Regions from separate parts of the Triticum aestivum genome. Here region 1 is linked to region 2. Evidence: chromatin contacts called from public Hi-C data. All regions are on one chromosome and are shown on one strand. Each heading gives the region's core, a stretch centred on a gene start, on an enhancer-like site or on the middle of the called end of the contact. The rest is flanking DNA. Distances are from core to core; before and after follow the strand shown.

The links. Hi-C and Micro-C count contacts between places; a contact is called where the count stands out from the background.
Region 1: a Hi-C map of leaf shows a contact between it and region 2, with 4 times the contacts expected there. The contact joins the promoter of LOC123051092 here to the promoter of LOC123051086 in region 2. A contact is called at or near these places in 2 of 5 Hi-C or Micro-C datasets (both in leaf).

What each region holds. Positions count from the first base shown.
Region 1 is chr2D:13,090,129-13,095,758 of IWGSC CS RefSeq v2.1, forward strand. LOC123051092 reads right to left here and starts at 2,346. Exons shown (of 9, transcript XM_044473861.1): 1 at 2,104-2,346; 2 at 1,442-1,557; 3 at 1,172-1,344; 4 at 113-206. The coding sequence starts at 2,266. It overlaps LOC123051093 (nicotianamine synthase-like 5 protein), which reads right to left. Exons shown (of 2, transcript XM_044473866.1): 2 at 3,882-5,110. The coding sequence starts at 5,070. The coding sequence ends at 4,210.
Region 2 is chr2D:12,912,121-12,917,730 of IWGSC CS RefSeq v2.1, forward strand. It overlaps LOC123051086 (nuclear pore complex protein Nup153), which reads left to right and starts at 1,461. Exons shown (of 7, transcript XM_044473851.1): 1 at 1,461-1,814; 2 at 2,678-3,042; 3 at 3,628-3,706; 4 at 4,401-4,492; 5 at 4,578-4,714; 6 at 5,384-5,461. The coding sequence starts at 1,613. It overlaps LOC123051085 (ATP sulfurylase 2), which reads left to right. Exons shown (of 5, transcript XM_044473850.1): 4 at 1-25; 5 at 129-747. The coding sequence ends at 263.

The DNA.
Region 1 (5,630 bases), core at 1,096-3,595, 180 kb after region 2:
TGCATACTATATTAGACGTGTAAATTTCTCTTTTCATTTAGCGGAGCTTTTATCACCCAAAAGAGCAACAACTGGTAGACACCTATGAGAATATGCAGTCTAGCAGTAATACCTCATTGCACAATCTGTTGTCGCTACAGTCATAAAGAGCAGTACTCGACGTAAACAGGAAAGAACCTTCTCCGTTCCAATTTGAGGCGGCCACTCTGCATGCATTTTCTGAAATGAGGGTACATCACATGCCCATGATATGCAATTTGTTTAGCATAAGATAGATCATAGATGCACACTGCACAGTATCACAGCGAAACTAGTCTAGTTACTTTCTAACAGTTCATTGAGATGCAGAACTTTGCATTTTTCCTACAAAGCTAGTGTAATTCATTAACAATGGAAAAAATCCTACTAACCAAATTGATGATGCACAGGGGTGTGTTGACATCAGAAAAAAGGTTGGTGGCACCCATCTGCATATAATACTAGTAATAACAGATCCTTACAGAAAAACTGTCCACTAGTCCATCGAACAGTTTTTGGTAAATCATAAAATCTTAGCCCTGGTGGAGTTAGTTGTTCCAAGCACAGTGCACATCTAAAATACAGTACTTAACTAAAAAAATTACAATATGAAGTCCCATAGCAGTATGTACACACGTAGCTGTATTAGAATCAAGATAAGATCACCTAATTTATTTACAAATACCAAAAGACCAGAAAGTCCTGGATCAAGCATGTTACACCACACATTTCCCTCGGCTACTCCGTACAGCACTATGATACTGACATTGCCAATATTAAATCTGACACATCCATTACTACAGATTAAATTGCACTTCTACAGTGACCATCTCCATAATATCTGACCAGCCATCATCTCAGATTGTCTACCAGCTTGATTCACTCACATTTGATGCCACCATCAAAGACCATACATACATACATCAAACATTAATGTCATTATGTCAATGTGTTCATCTTAACCAATGTTCACTATGGTTCATGTGCCCTAAGGTTCATATCAGCAATTAAACTTCCATACTTCAAAGGATTCAGTTTCCACATGGATGTGGGATCTCAGCCCAAACTGCCCAGCCATCAGGCAGTGACCACAAACTGGAGATTGGTACCAAATCTACTGCATGGAGCCATCATTACAATCACACTTGCTTACCTCAAATCGCCAGGGTAATCATCAGAACGAGATGGAGGAGCGCAGAAAATAACATATGGAGCCTTTTGAGAGATAGTGGATCCCTTCAAGGAGGGAATGATGCCAATATCGGTTAGCTCGCTGTGATGGTCTGTGCTTGCGGTCTGGCCAAAAACTTTGCAGCCTGGGTGTTCCTATAGAAGGCGAGGTTGAGTACTTAATTAGCCAAGACATGATTATGTCAAACAGGTTGATGTCAGAAAGTGGTTCTTTAGGCACGGGTATTCATACCTTTAGCCACTTCTCGGCTACCAGTCGCCCAAGCACACCTGGGCCGACGATGAGTAGATCGTTCTGGGTAACAATGTCGGCACCGGGCATTGTGACCCCTGTATCTTGCGATACCCCTAGCAGCAACAAAGAAGAAAATGTAAAAGGTAGCTTAGTTGCACGCATCGTTGTGGAAAGAACTCGACATCTGGAGATCAAGAGGGTGAACCTAGAGCCTCCATCGGTCATATATATAACTTTCAGCACATAGTAGCTAGATAGCTTAATTTACCAGGTACTGAAATCTGCTACCCTTTGATAAATCGCTCATTCCACCATGACTGAAGGCCATAAATTGCCACATACAGGTCAGGTGAAGTAGCTACTAGCTGATGTCCATCGGCGCTTTATATGAGACAAGCAATAATGCGCGACCTCGGAACCAAACTAGTATAAACTAGTTGATTTCAATGGGATAAAAATAGTCATAGTGATAGCTATAACACTTGTAATTTGGAACTGACAGGAATGAATTTCAGAGGTGGGCACAGCAGCTCAACAGTGTAACTGGAGCGGAGCTGGAAGCGGATTGCTATCCAATGGCACGAGCGAGCGAGTTCATGGAAGGCGGGCAGCGCAAGGAACAGAAAGGGGTAAAAGACAAGGGTCGGCCAGAGAGTTACCGAGGGCGGCGGCGGCGACAGGCGCGCGGCGGGCTAGCGAGAGGAGCCGAGCTGGACGGCCGGCGGTCGGGGTGAGGGGCCTCACGGAGGAGGGGCGGGAGGCGGGGAGACGGAGGGTTGGGGTCCGGGTGGGAACCAGGGCGGCGGCGACGGCGACATCCATATTTGTCGTCGGCCGTCGTGGAGAGCTGGGACGGGGATGGAAATTGGATCGGTTGACGAGGATAATGGTGGCGACTTTGGGTTGGGCCGGGCCGAGTTTCCTGGATGTTGCCATGCCAAAAACGGAACCAGGGCCCATTCGACCAGGTCAGTTGAACTGACTGCCTCAAAAAAAACAACAGTTGAACTGACTGCCTATACATGTACAGTACAATTTTCTCCAAATAATAACAATAATAATAATAATAATATACACTTCCAGAAGGACCAGGTCACCTTTTATTGTAGTACTTGGGAAAGTGCTCCCATGTTTTACACACATGTCATGGACTGGTTGCATTGATCGGTACAAGTATACAAACACAAAAACTAAGATAGCTGCTTGACAGCATTTCATCATCAGTACTAAGGAAACAAATAGCTACATACTGCTACCCCGACTCCTATAACTCCCATCATCTCGACCGTGCTAGAAGGGATTTGCGCGGCTTGAGATGAAGCAGCCGTCGATCAACCTATCCTTTGTCGTGCCGTGCAACATGCTTCCCTTCCCTCTGACTCGGATTCTGCCGGCCGTTCCGGCGTTCCTTCTCACCGGACAATCTTTCCTGACATATGTGTTTTCCACCTTCAGAAGAGCACGGAACCGCCCACAACAAGTCACCTGCAAATAAACAGCTTGAGAGTTGAGTACATAGTCATATTCAAAGTTTCAAACGCTCCAGTCCAAGGATGGCTACTTCAGTTTCTTGCTCAAACATTGATGGGCTGACACAAGCAACTGAGACAAAGCAAAACGCACTGACACGGCATGCATGATTGATTGGCAGGAGATTCGCCCGGACCAGCCCAGCCCGTAGAGAAACACAGACCCGTCTTGCTTGCCTTCGTCCGAGGAATCACCTGCAGGGATCGCTTCCTACTCGAATTCGGCCGCGACAAGAGAGAGCAGCGACGCTCGCTGTCTTGATCATCACGGCCGTGCTCGAGACACGGGAGCCACATGAGACTCCACGCGGCTCGAGGGGAAGCAAACGTGTGCCCATCCATCCTCTGCGTGCTGCCGGGCATGCTTCTTTCAGCTCAGATTCTGCTCTTCATTTTTGCAAAATATTCCAAAAAGATCACAAAACCGCGACAAATCACCTGCAAAGAAACAAAGCAAAAGCTTAGGTACATAAGCTGGGAAATCTTCAGGGTGACAACATACACAAGTGTCCCCCCTCAAGTTGTTAGAGACCAGGGGCCTTCTAAATTCTACCACCTCTGTTTCTAAACTGCCAAAACGTCTTGCACTTAGAAACAGAGGGTGCCTAATGTGAATGTTAATAGCCCCTTGATATAATGGATCATGCTCAAAACTCCATAGTTAACTTTAGTAGAAACAACTACTAATGCTCCCAACATACATCACCAACCAACATCTCTTTAATCTGATGCTTAACTAACCCCAACTTTAGTAAAACAGCTACTCCCAACCAACATCTCTTCAATCTGATGCTTAACTAACCCCCAACGTTTCTTAAAAAAAGCAACAGAAAAATCATCCAGCCCTGGTGTTAAACTGGTTTTCAAACTCCTTATAACATGTCAATCTCATATAATGAACGAGGTTGGAGCAGTAAATCCTAAATAGTTGAATAGGAGATCCCCACTAATCTATTTCTCTCAACATGCAAACATGCATGTGAAAAGATTTTCCATTCTTCTATGCTACTTGTGTCCAATAAATATTTTACAAAACTATACAATAATCAAATACAATAAATCATTTGTATTTTCAGTTTTGATACTGATATTATTAAGCCAAATACTCATGTTACAATCAAACATCGTTGAAACATATTGCAACCAGTATCCGCATCAATGTGCGGGGTATCATCCAGTTATTATCAATGTGAGACACAATTTGCACAGGCAGCCAGGCTCCTCTTTTTTCTTAGTTTAAGCACTCATTTCCTGTGATATCTTCACCTTCCGTGCAACAATGAATGAGTTGAACACCTCATCGCCTGCAGGGTGGTGCACGGCCAGCACTTGGAACCCGCCACGCCCGATATCGTCCAGCTCCACTACAGGATACAGGAACGCTCGCGCCCCGTGGGCGCTTCGCGCGACGAGCACCGCCCCATCTGCCATGTGCTTCCCCAAGTGCGCGATGGCGTCGGCCTTCTCCTCGGACGTCATTCCCACGAGCGCCGCCAGGAAGACCACATCATACGCGCCGAGCTCAGCCGTGAGGTCCGCGACTTCGGCCGTGTGGAACGCCATGCGCGCGCGCACGCCCTCGTCCGCCGCGCCGACCAGCTTCCTCGCCCGGCCATTGGCCACGCTGCACCGGTCGTAGTTGTCGAACCGGGTGTCCGGCAGGTGGTACGTCGCGAGGAAGAGGGAGCTGAACGGCAGCGGTCCCGACCCGATGAACGCCACGTGGGCCGGGGCTGCCACGTGACCGGACAGAAGATCGTGCTCGAGCTTGCTCAGGTTGATGTAGTTGTCAAAGTAAGGGAAGCGGCCGAGGTGGTCGAGCGGGTTGTCCAAGGCGGTGAGCATGTCGGAGTAGTGCGCCTCGAGCAGCCCCTCGGCGGCCGAGCAGAGGCGGATGAGGTCCTGCCGCATCTCCTGTGCCTCCGGGCCGAGCTTGGTCACGTCCACCGGGCTCGACGGGACGCACGCCGCGACCAGCTCAGTGAAGAGCGCGTCGACTTCGGGGGACGGGCTTAGCGACGGGAGCTTGGAGATGGCGGCGTGGAGGCCGGTGATCTTCTCGACCAGAGCAGCCACCTCGCTGTTTTCGGCCTCCATGTCACTTGACTGCCAAGTAGGTATGGCTGGTGTTGTAGTGCTGTTCTGAAAAACAAATGTAGGCTGTAGTGCTATGATGGAGCTGATGCTTGATATAATACGAAGGAAAAAAAAATCAATGGAATTGCAATTGATTGAGCAGTTCGATGAGCTGTGGAGAGTGAGGGGTGGTATGTAGCATGGAAATCGTATGCGTGGCGCGCTTCATGCTTGCACAGACGTGACGGCCTGCTTCGTGCCTCTAATTTCCGACATGCGGCATTGCATCTTGCTGACCAGCTCATGATTTGGTAGCTAGCTTGACGATATACTAAATTTGGAATGAGGGGATAGGTGGGTAAATTTAGTCTCTGGCATGTGCCTACGAGCCAACCTCTGTTGAATATTCACTCGGATCTGAAGAAAAATGGCAGAATAGAGTTGTTCTTTACTAAGATCTACCTAAGTTGAATGTGATTTTCTTTTGTCTAAATCAGTAGATCTAAGCTTAGTCTCTATGTAAATCTCAGTATAGAGACAGTGGACGGTGGGAAACCGACTGAGCTGGCGATGCGGGCACA
Region 2 (5,610 bases), core at 211-2,710:
TTTTCTGTTCATCTCAGGAACCAAGGTAAGCGTTTCTATCACATTTATTTGTCAGCAGACCAATGGTCCATGCTAGCAAACTGGAGACTAGTGTCTGCTGCTAACAACTGACCCTACAAATTAATCAGATGCGCACTTTCGCCAAAACTGGAGAGAACCCTCCTGATGGTTTCATGTGCCCTGGTGGGTGGAAGGTTCTTGTTGACTACTACAATAGCTTGCAAACTGAAGGAGCTACCGCCCCCGCCGCTGCTACTGTATGAGACAAGCTGCTGCATGGCTTTGAGATCATTTGTTCGCCGGCCAGAAATGGTGAATGCAGGGGATTTTAAAACCGTTCCTTCTTTTTTTCCGCCCTTTCTTTTAAGTTTTTTTGTAGGTTGCTAGTTTATTGATGCCATCAGATCCTCCAATTGTTCAAATTTTTTCTTTCAAAATAGAAAGAAAGATTTTGAAGCTTGGCACTGGAACTCAAAACTGTTAACAGATTGAGCGGTCGCAAATTCTGTTATTATCCTGTGATGACTCTGACAGTCCAACTAGCCAATAAAGAAGTTCATTGCAACTGTGGGAGCTCATCCAAGATCAGACTGCAATTAATATCCATATTATGACACAACGGAGTGGCAGAGTTGGCATTACGGTGGATTATTAGATGATGACAGTCCAACTTATCAATTTAGTTTTTGTACTATATTCGACAAAGCCTCCCGATTCAGGATTTAAACAAAGAAATACTTATAATTATCAAAGAATCTGCAAATAAGTTTTAGTAAGTGGTGGCATCAGGCCATTATCGGAAAGTTTGTTGGAGTGTAACCAAGGACATGTTTGGTTGGCATCCATGCCTTGTCACACTTTTCTATCAAAGTGCGGAAAAGTGTTTGGTTGTATCCACAGTCATAGCATGCCACACTTTCTTAGTCACATACGCCGCTTGCTATAGACTCTGTTGCTAACCAACTTTTGCCACGACCAATTTTGCCACCACAAAACTTGTGGCATAAAAAGTGTGGCAAAATGCGTAGGGCAACCAAACATGTCCGGCACCGGCGCTTGTTCAATCGTCGGACATGTTGGGTTGTGCCGGCAAAAGAAGTCGGCGAAAAATATTATCTTGCGATTTACTCCCTCTGTAAATTAATATTATCTTGGAAGTGCGCAGAGGGAGTCCTTTTGAAGCCTCTACACAAGAAAAAGGGAGAAAATAGATTGTCAACCCGACAGCCGGTCCCAGAGACAAAATAATGCTAATACTTGAAATTACGAAAAGATAAGGAATTTGAATTTGAAACCTTGACCCGAGCAACCTGTACAAAATCCTGCTCTCTAAACTTAAAAAAAAAAACAAAAAGTTTGGGGTAATTTTTTTTTACAGATTTGACTGAAGGAAAAGGGAAATTCACACGGGCGAGGCCGGAGAGGGACAGGGGCAAAGAGTAGGGAGAAAGAATATACCTTTGCCATCTCCCCGGATCCCTTCCGTGCTCTGCTGCCACCCCCAAATCTCCTCCCCACTCCCGAATCAAATCCCCCGTCACCTCCGCCACCACCCCACCCCACCTATCCCCACCGCCGGCGCGAGCACGGGAGCGCGAGCGCGAGCGGAGCGATGGCCGGCGCGGGATCCTCGTCGGGCGGCTCGGGCGGCGGCGGGGGGAGGGAGGGCGACTGGGACTGCGGCGGCTGCGGCAACCGCAACTACGCCTTCCGCTCCCTCTGCAACCGCTGCAAGCAGCCGCGCCTCCTCGTCGACCCCAACACCCCGCGCGACTCCAAGTGGCTCCCCCGCGCCGGCGACTGGATCTGCAACGGTACGGCCCCCAACACCCCACACCTCGCCTCTAGTTTCTGCTGTTCCCCATCTAGGCTTATGTAGAGCTGAAATCAAGTGGAGAGGGAAACCTATCAGGCTGGTAGAGCTAGCCTGGAGGTGGCGTAGGCTCGAGATGTGTTGTATCATGGGCTAGGGTGTGATACGAGATGGGCACCGATGGCTCTCGGGGGCCCTGTTAATTTAAGCTTGTGATCTCTCTCGGCACATTGCATCGGAGGTTTAACCGCTTAATGGTTATAGCATTTATGTTTTGTTTGATTATCTTAATCCTGTTTAGGTGTATTTGGCCTTGTTAGAGCCTATGATCATAGTAATTGCAGTATATGGTTGTGATATAATTCTGGGGTCTGGAGGCTTGGGTAATGAGTTGGTACTCAAAAGTGAATACACGCTATTTAAGCGATTTTTGCTTGTGCCAAATAACATGTGTGGGATGTGGGATCCGTGCTAGTAATTTCTTACCTTTTGTTCTGGAAAATCTTAATTGCTGTTGATGTTTATTTTACTCATTGTATATGTACTCCCTCCGTCCGAAAAAACTTGTCCCAAGCTTGTCCCTCAAATGGATGTATCTAGCACTAACTTGGTGGTAGATACATCCATTTGAGGGACAAGCTTTTCCGGACGGAGGGAGTATGCTTGTAGATGATATTAGAGAAGTACCAGCAGCTTTACTGAGTAAATGACTAGTGTGTGTGTGCTTATTTCTTTTTTTGGGTGTTGTGCGGGATGGCTGGTTGCCTTGGTGTGCGTGTACTTCGGATGTGCGTTGTCGTGCTGCCTGGTGTGGTGGTGGTGGTGGTGGTGGTTGGTTTATGCGGCAAATGGATGAATGAATAGGTTGCAGTAACAATAATTATGCATCCAGAAAGAACTGCAAGAAGTGCAACCTGCCCAAGGAGGAAGCAGCGATGCCGCAGTTATCAATGGGAGGAATGATGCCAGCCTATGCAGATTATATGGCCAGGGTACAGGAGATTGCCAATGCTGGGTATAAGATGAACTTTGGCAATCCAGCTATGCAGCAGCAGCTACTCGCAAACGCAAACTGGCCCTATGGGATGGCTGGTAGATATGGTATGCAATCGTCTGCTTGGCCGTTCGCCGGCAACAGCACAAATCAGTTTCAAGGTGTTCCAAAGGACTGGCGTAGTGGTGACTGGCTCTGCAGCTGTGGATTCCATAACTATTCATCTCGTGCTCAGGTGATCACATGTCTTGTCTGTCATATCTTAATTCTCAATAATGATGGTTGTTGGTAAATATTGTCCTGCCTTCTGAATTGTAATAAGAATGGGCTTTACGTATATTATGCCGATTGTGGCTAACTCTAGTTTAGCCCTGATACTGCACTTATCAGGTCGTCATCATTAGAGCCTTTAATATGTCCGATCTTGTTGCTTTTTTTGTCATCTAATTTCCTTCATCGAATTCTGCATTTATTCTTAAAATTGTTCTTTGTTTACTTGCATATTACACAGATAACTTTCCTCCCCCGTTGTTTGTTGCCTATTTAGGCTCGTTTGGCACTGCAGTGGATTATGATAATCTAGCTTTTCCAACTCGCTTTTTCGTATTTTACTGTTTGGTTAACCAACTTTTTTCTGCTTCGTGGCTAGTTTTTCTGCAGTAGATATAGATTATAAAATAAGTTACGCAACAACATAGTGTAGCAACTTCACACTGAACCTTAGACATGAACTCTAGTTTTGGTTTCTCTGCAGTATGCCTTTTCTACATTGAGTGTACAATGTGATTGACCTTATTCCTTGTTATTTTATCTTTTACAGTGCAAAGAGTGTAATGCACCTGTCCCATCAGGCATGGCCTCTACAACCATGAAATCCACAGGAGCAGATAGTTCTTCAAGTAAGACATCTCTGTTCTAATGTCCTACATTTTTTAAACTTGTACTCTTAACTGATGAAAAAAATACCCCCCCTGAATTCCAGTGATTAGGGAACTATATCTGATATACTTGCCTTTTCAAAAGGTTGTGTTATTCTTTGCCACTAGAAATAGGCTAATTAGTCTAGTAGTACATGCACATTCAAAAGTACTATTTTTCACATGTGATACATCTATCATCTGCCGATTAATGGGTAACTGTAGGCAGATGTTTCTTTGTACAACTTCTCCGTGATCAACACAAGTCGGCAATACTCTCAAAAAGAAGTTGATAATAGCCATATTCTGGTTTTTTGTTATTGTTTTCTGGATCTCTTGGCTTGGCTGCCATAGTGATTTATCTAACCTAGTTCCATAGTTTATTTGCTTAACCACATTATGCATTCTTTCTTGTGTTTTTCATGTAGTATTACAGTGGCCTTGTTGTTACATTTTGTGATTGACAACATGAAGTCCGATAGTTATCCCGAAATCTCTTCTTGTTGTAGCATTAATGATTTATGTAACTTAGTTTTTATCATTTACTTTTACTTAGCCACATTACACATTCTTTCTTGTGCTCATGTAGTATCACAGTGACAAAACTCTCATTACATTTTGCAACTAGGATCAGCATGTACTCTAATAGTTATACTGAAAAATCTTCTTGTTTCAGCATTAGGTAATAAGCGTTTGGCATCAGAGGAGCTTGCTAATGACTGGGATAATAAAAGGCTAAATCCAGGAAATGCTAATTATCCACTTTCAGTATGTACTTGTGGGCCTTTTTACTTGTCATTGCTTGTTTACCTAATTATCACATGACATTGATTAATTTCCAATTTGATTAAAGGCAGCAGGCTCAGATAATTTATTTATGGGTCAAGGTGCTGGAAACAATAATGGCCAGACAACTTATTCTGCATATGACAATGGAAACTCAATGGCATCTGGACAAATTCCAGGGATGTCTGGTGTAGTTGGTAAAGGGTAATACTTCTCATAAATTATAGATGCTCATATTACAAATTAAACTCATGTAGTAGGCCACTATACTTGTCTTAGAATGCTATCCTAATGGGTGTAACAACCTATAGGGAGATGACAAATGGAGAGCAGTTCAAATATGACCCCCTATATAATTAAAATAGCAAATTATATAATTTTGAATAGGGTTTTCAGGTTTGAAGATATGAATATCTTTTTATAGGAACTAAAAAAATAGATTATGAATCTGTGTCTGTTAATGATTAAATTTATATGTATGAGGTGGAAGGAAATTATACATGAATAGACCTGGTCAAATTTCGTGAGAATGAGTGGGTGTTAAATAGATAGCCAGTGCATGTGTTTAAATATAAATTTGGGAGTGGTTGGCAAAATTATGTCCCTTTATGTCTTCTTGTTTTCTGATTATTTGCATGGTCGTTTTATGTTGGTAGCATAATACTGTACAACTTAAATGGGTACTGGAGACACTCTAGTTGTTTTGGACTAACTCTTTAGTTGAACTATATGGAATCCCAGTGTCACAATCTTGATTGACCATTGACAAATGAATGTATCCCGAAAAGTACTGCCTTTTGCAAGTATTTATTATTAATTTTGTACTTGACATGAATAAGCTAGCTGAGTACATATGTTCTTGCACTTTATCAGAGCAAAATGGCGTGAAGGAGACTGGTTGTGCACCAACTGCAGCAATCATAACTACGCATCTCGTGCATTTTGTAACAGGTACTATGTCTTGGCCTCTTTTGTTCAAATTTGTGGCCTAGGCCATTACTGAGTTGTTTTTGTGAAATTGCCCTTAGGTTCTTTTCTTCCCCTTTATAGAATGCATTTGCCAAGTGGTGGGGTACATAGGGACTGTTTAGGATCTGTTT